Regions from separate parts of the Rattus norvegicus genome. Here region 2 is linked to region 1. Evidence: chromatin contacts called from public Hi-C data. All regions are on one chromosome and are shown on one strand. The core of a region is the stretch at or near the end of the contact, and the rest is flanking DNA. Distances in the headings are between cores, read along the strand shown.

Region 1 (5,230 bases), core at 1,121-3,620:
TTTTAGAGTAAAATAGCTTACATCAGCCTACAGAACTCCTTAGGCTCTTAACTTCTGCTTTCCTCTGTAACCTCATCTCTTACTTGTCCCCCAAGCCACTGCACTCAGGAACTCTAACTCACTTCTGCTTTTCTTTGAGCAGACTGAAGGCACCAAGCCTTGGGAGGTGGGTTTCACCATTCCTCATGGCACCAGGCACAGAAGATGTCCTCACAGTAAAATCGCCCTTCGAAATCTTTCAGCAGTTACTTCCTCTAGCAGGCCAGTCCTAGCCTCATCTTTAAAATCTGCATCTTCCTCCAGCACTTTTAATATTTCTGTGACTCTCCTTCTTCTCACTATAAAACACTAGCTTGGTAAAGTGAGGTAGACCAGTATACCACCCATCTTCACTAATATATAGTTCCTTAGAAGTTTGTAACAGATTTTCAATAAATACTTATTAAGCCAGTTGATGTGTCTAGAGTTTAAGGTAACTAAGTAAATTATTTTTGGGATACCATCTGTTAACCCTATCTTGATTTCTTTTCTTTACAGTGGACTAGAGAACCTAGCATCAATACCTTTTAAAATGTTAACAAGCCACTGTTCTGGTGTTCCTGGTACACAGCTACTATCATGAAACTAATTTAGATAAGGTTTCTAGGTCCATTCAATTCAATGTTTCCTAAATAATTTGTGACAGTGCTGCTGAGGCAACTGGGTTCAGTAAGATGCTGCCAGCCTCCAGAGCACCCTAGTTCAGATTCGACACAGATATAATTACATAAGCACGTAACTGCAGAGAGAAGTCCAGAAAGGTAAAGCCTTACTTGGGGAAGGTAAGGGAAGCAGACATAACACATAAGATTCATCTTAAGGATACATGGGGAGGTCAGGGGATGGGCATCCCAGGCCAAGCAAAACTCTGTATTTGAGCAGTTAAAGGAGTTGAAGGACAAGCAGGGCAGGATGGTAAAAACACAGAGTACCTGCTGCCTATGCAGCCACCATAAGCAATTTGGATTTTACTCACTCCAGAGGTAGACTCTGAAGTCTAAGTTTTATAAGCAAGGAACTGGCAGTGTTTTTACGAGGGACAGAGAGAAGGCTGGAGACTAGGACTGACAAAAAGTTGAGTAGGAGACTGAGTACTTGAATTCAAGATTGCTGGTGAGAGAATAACCAAGAGGTACTAGTTTTACTCTATGAGATTAACCTAAGTCTTGAGGAAGGGGGAGAAATCCTAGGAGCAGCTGATAAAAACACTGGGAACCAAGACTAATGGGAGTTGGGTCCCTGGAAGCCCACAGGGTGGAAGGAAGAGAATCCACTCCCACAGGCCGTCCTCTGACCTACATGTGTGCTTGGTGCCCATTTGCCTAAAGTTATAGATGGTGTGAACTGCCTTGTGGGTGCTGGGAACCGAATCTGGGTCCTCTGCAAGAGCAACAAATGCTCTTTACCACTGAGTTAAGTCCTGGTTTTGTTTGTTTGATTGATCTCATTGATACCAGGGTTCCAGATTTAAGTAGCCGGCAAATGCATTAAACCACATACATGGTGACTCAGAAGGCAAGTCCATGTGTGCTGAAGTTAGAGGGGCTAGTAAAGGATGGTATGCGGGCTCAAGAGTCAAAGGTCTACAATGATGTCGGGCACACGCGCCCCAGACTCAAAACTACAGAAGGTCAAGCATGTAACACTTCTCTCTAGCATGAAAAATAGCTGCAACAGCTCGCAATTTCCAGCACAGACAGAACGCAAAGGTAACAACGTTCCAAGCTGGAGAAACGGCTCAGCGGTTAAGAGCACTGACTGCTCTTCCAGAGGTCCTGAGTTCAATTCCTAGCAACCGCATGTGGCTCACAGCCATCTGCAGTGGGATCCGCTGCCCTCTTCTGGTGAGTCGGAAGACAGCGACAGTGTACTCACAAATATAAAATAAATTTTAAAAAATAAGTGCTTTTGATTCTCAGCTTAGAAGAAATGAAATGCACGTCTGTACTCGCTCTTTAAGTAGACGGCCATCTGGATTCTGAACGTGGAACACAGATTTGTATAAATCACACCTCCGCAGCCGCCCTTTTTAAAAATTACATGTGACCAGGGACGAGCTTTCCCACCTTCCCTTTACGCTTCTGGGTCCAACAGGCGGTTTAAATTGAATTAAGTTTACCACACTCACCAATACAAGACCCTACAAGAGACTAAAGCAAGGCTCCCAAACAAACGCGCTTTCTTCCGGCCAAGGCGCAGAGGACCCACCCACTTCCGCACTGCTGACCACGCCCCCCAGGCACGCCTCGCCCTAACCAATGGTCAGCTTCCCTGGGAACGTTACCTTCGGCTAATCAGAGCCTGCGAGCGAACTCCTCGCGAGAGGTGAGGTTGAAGCTGCCTCCGCCATCTTGAAGATGGGAGACGAGCGACAGCTGTTGTCTTTCTGCTAAAGCAAACACCACAACGGACCGGGTGGTCACCCCCCACGGTGAGGTAATCGTCCCCATAACTGCTAACCAAAGCCACCGAAAGCGGCGACCGTATCAAAGCCGAGCGCGGCGGCACCGACGGCCCCTTCACCTGCCTCCCGGGCAGAGGGGAAGTGTGGAGGGCCAGAAGGATGGTGCAGTCCTGTTCCGCCTACGGCTGCAAGAACCGGTACGATAAGGACAAGCCCGTCTCCTTCCACAAGTAGGTAACTGGCGTGCTCCGCGGCCGCGGCAGGGGCGCGCGGGCGGGTGGAGGCGGAGCCCGGCGCGTGGCCGCGCGAGACCTGGAGGAGGCGGGGCGGCCGGCGGGCTCGGGCGGCAGACGGGGCTGGCCGGCGGGGGCGGGGACCCATGGCTGCGCGTTCCCGGCGCGCGCCGCCTCCGTTGGCTGGGCTCTGCTGAGGCTGCGGCCGCGCCTTTGCGCTCGTGGAGGGTTTCTGGCGAGCAAGCGATGGACGCCTGGAAGCCTCTCGCTGCCCTCCGGATTTCGTCCCAAGCCAAGCCGTGGAAATGTCCCATAGGGATAAACTGGAACTAGAAAAGCATGGGAGGGAGACCTGGCTTCTGACCTCGCTGCTGCTGTTAGGAGGGAAGCAGGATAGCTGAGTGTTGACATCTGACCAGGACTTTTAGACCTGGTTTCAAAGAACCAAGCTTTAAGGATCTGTGGGTTTTAGAGGTGACTCTTGGTATTGCCAAGATGAGCCCCAGTCTTTCAACACACGGTAGTAATGAAACGATAGCATTCACTTTACTCAGATGCCCTGGGAAAGGTTGATGGAACTAATGTTAGCTTTCCCCCACAGCTGTCAGGCCTTGTTCTTGTGTGTGCAGCAAGCAAGAATCCAGGATGAAAAATACTCTCTTGAAAGAAGAAGGCAATAGAATTAACGTTACTGATGGTGATTATTAGCAATGCTAACGGTCCACAAAATGTGACATACTTTTAGGCAGCTAAATTCGTTATTACAAGTTTTATGTTAGGTTTTGGAAGAATTCCTGACTGTATGCAGAGAATAGCTAAGAAATCAGACCCACTGGAAAATTATCCAAACTGTCTATAGGGAAAACAATTACAGAAACAAATTTCAAAATGTTCCCTCAGGGATTTGGGGAGCTAGTGTTTTTGTTTAAAAGTGTTTGTTAGAAAGTAAGAGTTGTATGCTGGTGTTTTCTCTGTGGGAAGAGGATAGAATATGTCCAATTACTACGACTTGATTGATTGAAATTTCATACGCCTTCAGAATGTCAGAACAGATCAGGAAATGGTGACAGGGATATGCATCCGACTTGCCACTTCCCTTTCCTATGCTTTATTAAGATGGCCCAGGAGTCTTCAAATATGCAGACTAGTTAAAAATGGCACACATCGGGGTTGGGGATTTAACTCAGTGGTAGAGCGCTTGCCTAGCAAGCGCAAGGCCCTGGGTTCGGTCCCCAGCTCTGAAAAAAAGAAAAAAGAAAAAAAAAATGGCACACATCAAACTACTGTTTCAACTGCTGGATGTTGAAACATAAAAACAAGAATGAGTCTTATTCCTTATGTAAGAACAGTAAATGGCAAAGATCTTGACAGTTCAGAGTTTGTGCTCTATGCCAGGAGATGAGATACTAAGATTTATAAGAAGCTACCACAGTGGTTGTACTTCTTTTCAGGAATATCTTTTTTCCAGCCTGTGTGCAGTAGCAGTGGAGAAAGCTGGCTGTGTAAAGAATAAACACTAGCAGGAAGATTGGTTAGGTCTTCATAAAGAAAATGATGATCAGGGTCCCACATACCTTATGTAGTGGAATAGTAAAAATAAGTGGAAACATTCCTTTTCAGCCATTTCTGATTCCTCTAGCATCTCCCACCAAGTTTTTGTTATAGAAAAGCATAGTGGCAATAGATACAAGGATTCCCCATTCCATACACTGAATTAAGCCATAAAATAACGTCCTTACCATCTTTGTCACTTGCCCAATTCAGGATGTAGTCTCTTTGTTGGAGTGATTAAAAAGAGCTAGACGTCTATTTCAGGATGTAGACATATGTCCAAGTTTTGTTCTATAAGACACAAAATTTTTAGTAAAAATATGCGTAGAATTTGCACATATGATCAATTTTTTTTCTTTTCTTTTCTTTTTTTTTTTTTTTTTTTTTTTGGAGCTGGGGACCGAACCCAGGGCCTTGCGCTTGCTAGGCAAGTACTCTACCACTGAGCTAAATCCCCAACCCCACATACGATCTATTTTAACTGAACTGTTAAGTGTCTTCAGTATAAAAAGGTGAAGCTCACTGAGTGAGAATAGTAACCGGAACTGATCTCCAATCAGATTCTCCTTAGTATGTTAAGATTTTCCTTAGTATGAGAATGGGGGAAGGGTATTATTTATTTTTTAAAGTAAAGTCAGAGAACTGAATTGTATCTTCTTAGGTTTCCTCTTACTCGTCCCAGTCTTTGTAAACAGTGGGAGGCAGCTGTTAGAAGGAAAAACTTCAAGCCCACTAAGTACAGCAGTATCTGTTCGGAGCACTTTACTCCAGACTGCTTTAAGAGAGAGTGCAACAACAAGCTACTGAAGGAGAACGCTGTGCCCACTATTTTTCTCTATATAGAGCCACATGAGAAGGTAATTTGGGTTCTTAAATGCTGGATTTGTTTTTTTCCTTTCCCGGTCTTTTCTTTGTTTTCTTTCCTCCTCTGCATTCTCTTCCCCTCCCATTCCTTGTGTGAGACAAAGTCTTAAGTAGTCCAGGCTGGCTTTGAGCTTGCGTA
Region 2 (5,230 bases), core at 1,983-4,482, 87 kb before region 1:
CTTACAGTGGGGTCATATAACCAACCCCCAGTTTCATTAAGCCGAAAACACACTGAACATGCCTAAGCTACTGAACACACAGATTAGCACATTAGGAAGGTTGAGAACCTGTTCAGGTCACCCTGGTGTAGCTGGATGGAAACTGCAGCAGACTGCTGCTGCTACAAAATGCCATGCAGGGCTGTGTCCTTCCCCAGACTTCCTTATCTCTCTGCAGTCTCACTTAGGCTGGCCTTGAACTCCTGAGCCTTTTATCTCTACTTCCTGAGTGCTGTGATCACAGACCTGCAGCACCCCGACAAACAGGTCTTATGTTCCTTCTCCCTTGGTCTCTTACAGCATTTTTACACCTCTCTATCTCCCTTTCCTCACCTCCGTCTCAGTCTTCTAGGTGGCCTTATTTAATGTCTCCAGGAACGCTGTTACTTCATATGGTCCTGCATTTCCCCTTTGATGAGAGTTTTACAACTGTGAATTCTTGTTTAATCCTTTCCTCTCTGAGACTCTGAGAGGGAGACACACATTTTATCCGAGAACTCTAACATCTTTTCACAACTGTATCCCTAGTTGCTGCTGTACTTTGGGTTTGAACTAAGAATTTGCTAAATAAATAAAATCAATATGCACATAACAGACACGATGAACTTAAAAACTTAACTAGGATATAGTGTATACACAATAAAAAAATAAAATTATTTTTAAGGTTGCTAGTTCTCTTGTGTGAACTAGTTTCTCCATTAGTTACAAGCTATAAAGTGCAAAGCTCCAATCAACATACCTCTTGGATGGCTGTCATGACGACATGCTGAACAGACTCCTCCATCATCATAATGGCTTGAATGTACTCTGAAAACAAGAATAACCTGGGATGTCACTGTCCAGGTTAACAGATTGCCAAGAAGCTGAAGGCTAGTGCTTTATAAATTATCACAATCAGTTTTCCGTTTTGAGAATCCCCTTCTCATGGCTTCTCTGCCCCAAATATGTGCCATAGGTAGGCAAAGACTGAAAACCAAATTTTAACTTTGTTCCAAAGTCTTGTCTGACATTTATTCATTTGCTTGAATCTGGATCTTGTTAGCTCCCCCCAATGCACTTTGAATCCTAAATCAGCCTTGAACTTGTGACCTTCCTGTCTTAACCCTTCAGGGTGTCCTCTGAGTTACTACCACACTTGGCTCTGCTCACTGTCTGCTGTTAACGCTGAGGTATAGGTGAAGGTCGGGGAACACAGCTTCAGCACCCGTACATACCAGACTGAATCAGCGAAATAGTGAGACCCAAAAATAACGGCAAAAAGAACCTCATCACTTTTCAGCACTCTAAAGCTATCCTTTAGATGCTTCTTAGTTACAGGGTAAAAATATTCTGGTTTTATCCTTACATGATCAAAGCACTAAGTTGTATAAATTCTTACCTTAATTTTGTTTACTATATAGAACATAAATAACTAAAATGAATTTAAGATACACACTGAACCTGTAATCGAATAACTATATAGTTCCAGGCTTTAAAATACTGTCCTACATCGCTACATGGGAAGCAGAAAGCCCACCAGCTTCATGCTCACCACTCCCAAGCTAGGAGGGTCTCAGCCAAGAGTAAAGTCAGATTGGAAGCAGTGTCTGTTTCCTCTGACAAGGCCCTGCTATAGTTTTCATCTTTTCCAAACACAACAATTGATGACAGAAGTGACTTAATGGCAGGTACCTGTAGTGTTGTACTTATGAATGTATATGCATTGTCATTAGATTCATCTACTGGATTCTTCTGCCCAGCAGATAACATGGGTGTGTGTGTGTGTGTGTTGTTTTAAATATTTTAACGCCACCATTGTGATATTATGACATCAAAAACAAGAGCCAGCACATCTAGGATGATTGACAAGTCCTCAAAATTAAAGCGTATGAATGAGCATGGAAGAGAAGAAGCAGTGGCGTTGCTATGGGGAGGGAGGCTTATGGCAACTACTAGAAATGAAGGAGGTAACAGCAAAAGAGGTCAGGACATTAGTAGGTACGAGAGGGGAAGCGTTAGTTAAGAAGCGGTGTTGCCACGTCAAGGCCCTTCCCCGCGAACACCGTAAAGTACTAAAGGAGAAAATGGTGATGACAGCTAAATTAACGTGTACTACTTTCAAACCGTAAAGTTAAAAATTCAATTATGTGGGATTATTTGGTACACACCCATGAAGCAATGCTGGAGAATGAACCACACTACGTTAAGGGAGTTTGCCCTCAATTTTATCTGTTCAAAATGTTTAGTATAGTTTAATATGAAGAATACAAAGCTTAAAGGGTGAAGAAATAATTTTTTTTCTATATCTAGCCCATTCATCACAAGGAAGGTAAATCCCATACTATCTATAAGTCTCAGCCTTCTAATCTATAACAGGTATTTTTTGTTCTGTTACTGCTTAATAGAATAGTAGACTGAAGGCAGACACCATGGTGTTGCCTGATAGGATGGTGAGATGGCCAGTGAGTAAAGGTGCTTTCCAACAAGCCCGATGACTGGATTTTGATCCCAGGATCCTCTGACTTCCCGAGTTGTCCACTGAGATCTCCACATGCACTTTGCAGCATGTGTTGTGGCCCCCGCCCCCTGCCCCTGCCAAAAACCCTACAGTCTTCCCTCACTTCTGCTAGCAAACCCAGAACACAAGGGTTAGCAATGTTATTGTCAGTGTGCCTTCTACTATTAATCTCTGCCTTTTAAATCTTACCCCTACTTTATTTGCCCCAATTAGAGGTCAGCAAAGACAAATGAATGCACAATTAGGCTCTCACCAATTGCTTTTAACTTCTTCCAACTTAGAAGAATGGCTGAACAGAGAGCAAATGTAAAACACAGTTTCACTTAGTCTTTACAGTGAAGACACTTTGGGGATAAGGACAAAGGCAGAGCATACCTCATCCACAGGTAGGTAGGTAGGAAGCACTGAAGCACTTCAGAGCCTCCTAATCTATCGACCCATAGTGCACATTCACAGCGACAGTTAATGATTAACAATTTAGAAACTTGATTACATGATTCTTAACTCTACTGTATTCCTGAAACCAGATGATACCCCAAATGTGGGTAAATGAGAGATTAAAAAGCCTGTTCAACTGGAAGCTTCCTTCTTCTTTACCAGCTAGCATTTATAATGCTGGAATGTGCTGTACAGTGCACTATGGGATATTAGTCACCAACTGTTTACCCAGCTGTGAACTCTGCTAAAAGTATCAGCTTGCTAGACAAGATGTGACCACAGTGCAGTAGTGGCCAGAGTGTTACTGGAGTAATCAATCACTTTCTACCTGGATTTTAGACCTGCTCCACAGGAAAAAATCATACTTGGTATTATAAATCTGGTCAAAAGGGAGGTCATCTAGTCCTTGGATGGAGGGACTTTACTACTGTTGTTTTGTTATGTAGTCTTCTAAATCTTCATCCTTATACATATAGATTAGTGCTGTTCTCATTCTTGGTCACAACAGTTTCTGTTTTCAGTGGGCAATGATTAACACAGAGACTCATAACTGGTGACTGATGAGTGAGTGCTCAGTCCTAAAATGAGGCTGGCATGACCCCTCCAAGGCTCCAGGAACCCTGTGGAAGAGGGGGCAAGAAAGAATGTAAGCACTAGACGGTGGGAAGGGGCGCTGTGATGTGCTCTTTTCTGGACACAGCACAGCTAGCGTACCATGAACCAATGATGGCTTTGGGGTGATCGATGTGCCATCATCAGAAAAAAAATTTTTTTAAAGAAATATAGACAGTTTAAGAAAAGTAAAGCAATCTAAAGAGTGGGAGTCAGCTAGTGAGCTGAGGGAAAAGTCCCAAAAGTCTAAACTTATTCAGTATTAGAATATGAAAAAAGTACAAAACCAAATAAATGTAAACTTGTTTTTCATTACGAGATGTGGAAGAAAATAGTGTGAATAGGGGTTGGGGACCTTTGAACTAAAAAATAAAAATAAATAAATAAAAGATAAGAACTGAACTTCAAGTTAAAATAATTGCAGAATACTATTTATAATTTTGAATAGTCTTTCATTTCCTATTCTCTTGCAATACTTCTCTCAATTCTCTCTTTACCAGACTATAACTACAGTTTTGAGGGGATATAACTTGAGTCTTTCTTACTCTGAGTAAGTCTTAACTCACTGTCCTTCCCAGCTTTACTTGAATAACTTCCCTACACCACGTCTAGACTCTCCCACTCCATCCCACCTTTGGAGCACTCACCGTAACTCTGTAATTACTTGTGCTACGGGGTAATGCTGCTTTTCCTCCTCCATTCAAGTCCTATGAAAGCAAGCTTTGTGTCTGTTTTGTCTGGTTCTGTGGCTCTCATCCATAATGTATCAGATTAATAAGTATCTATCACCCAAATGACAGATGGGAATGGCTGTACCTCGTGTAACCCCAGAACTGGGGGCAAAGACAAGCAGATTTCAGGAGTTCACTAGCCACCCATAGCCCAGATAGGGAGTCAAGTTTACAGGCCACAAAGAATGAAGTGGAGGATGGGGAGGATGACAGCCAATGTCCTTTTCTGGCTCTGTGTGCATATGCTGAGAGGCACACACCCATGTGCATGTGCACACATAAATATATGGAAGCACCCCCTCAAAGCAAAAATAATTTATCTACTTTATGTACAGTAAGTCTGAATATATTTTGAAGGGGTGATCCCCATATAAATAAGTCATATTTTACAAAAGAGTTTAAAAAAACCTAAAAATTAAAAAAAAATATTACCTCCATATCAAAGCTGGTCTTCAAGTAACTTCAACAATGCCACAAATATGTGACCTTGGAGTCATAAAAACACTGTACTTTTTCTAATATCTGCACACTTACTAATTTATCTAAGTCTAATTAGAAGTTTTACCAATTTATAGTTGATATGAATAAGTATAGTTGATAGAATAAGTATGACTCACCCCATAAATGCCACCTAAGAAGTGACATTTTAAAGTGGAAAAATTCGTTTTCTCCAATGGTCTCACTGGGTATATTAAAGCATACCAAAAGGCAGGCCCCATGCCCAACACTAGATAGCTAATATAAAATGAACTCAATGATATTGGTGTAGACCTCTTGCCTCATTGCTTTTTGGGACAAATTTTTTCGTCTTACTTGGTTTTTTTCCCTGTATGTTATGGCTGTTCATCTTATATCTATGAATTTCAGTTGTGTGTTTCTTGTTTTTATTTTTTTTATTCTTTTTTTTTTTTTT

What was found. A called contact is a pair of places that touch in the nucleus more often than the background predicts.
Region 2: a Hi-C map of liver shows a contact between it and region 1, with 2.7 times the contacts expected there. The contact joins the enhancer-like site here to the promoter of Thap1 in region 1. A contact is called at or near these places in 3 of 12 Hi-C or Micro-C datasets (hepatocytes, kidney and liver).

What each region holds. Positions count from the first base shown.
Region 1 is chr16:72,609,830-72,615,059 of GRCr8, reverse strand. Thap1 (THAP domain containing 1) reads left to right here and starts at 2,370. Exons shown (of 3, transcript NM_001008340.1): 1 at 2,370-2,673; 2 at 4,889-5,084. The coding sequence starts at 2,603. It overlaps LOC134482515 (a long non-coding RNA gene), which reads right to left and starts at 2,726. Exons shown (of 2, transcript XR_010058735.1): 1 at 2,324-2,726.
Region 2 is chr16:72,698,178-72,703,407 of GRCr8, reverse strand. Hook3 (hook microtubule-tethering protein 3) reads right to left here. Exons shown (of 22, transcript NM_001136098.1): 6 at 779-846. Among named protein-coding and RNA genes, the nearest start is that of Hook3, 44 kb to the right of the region's middle. Within about 2 kb of position 3,232, at least 2 of the 93 cell types and tissues checked have an H3K27ac peak or open chromatin away from gene starts, as enhancers often do. A contact at or near this core is called in liver, where this site is marked.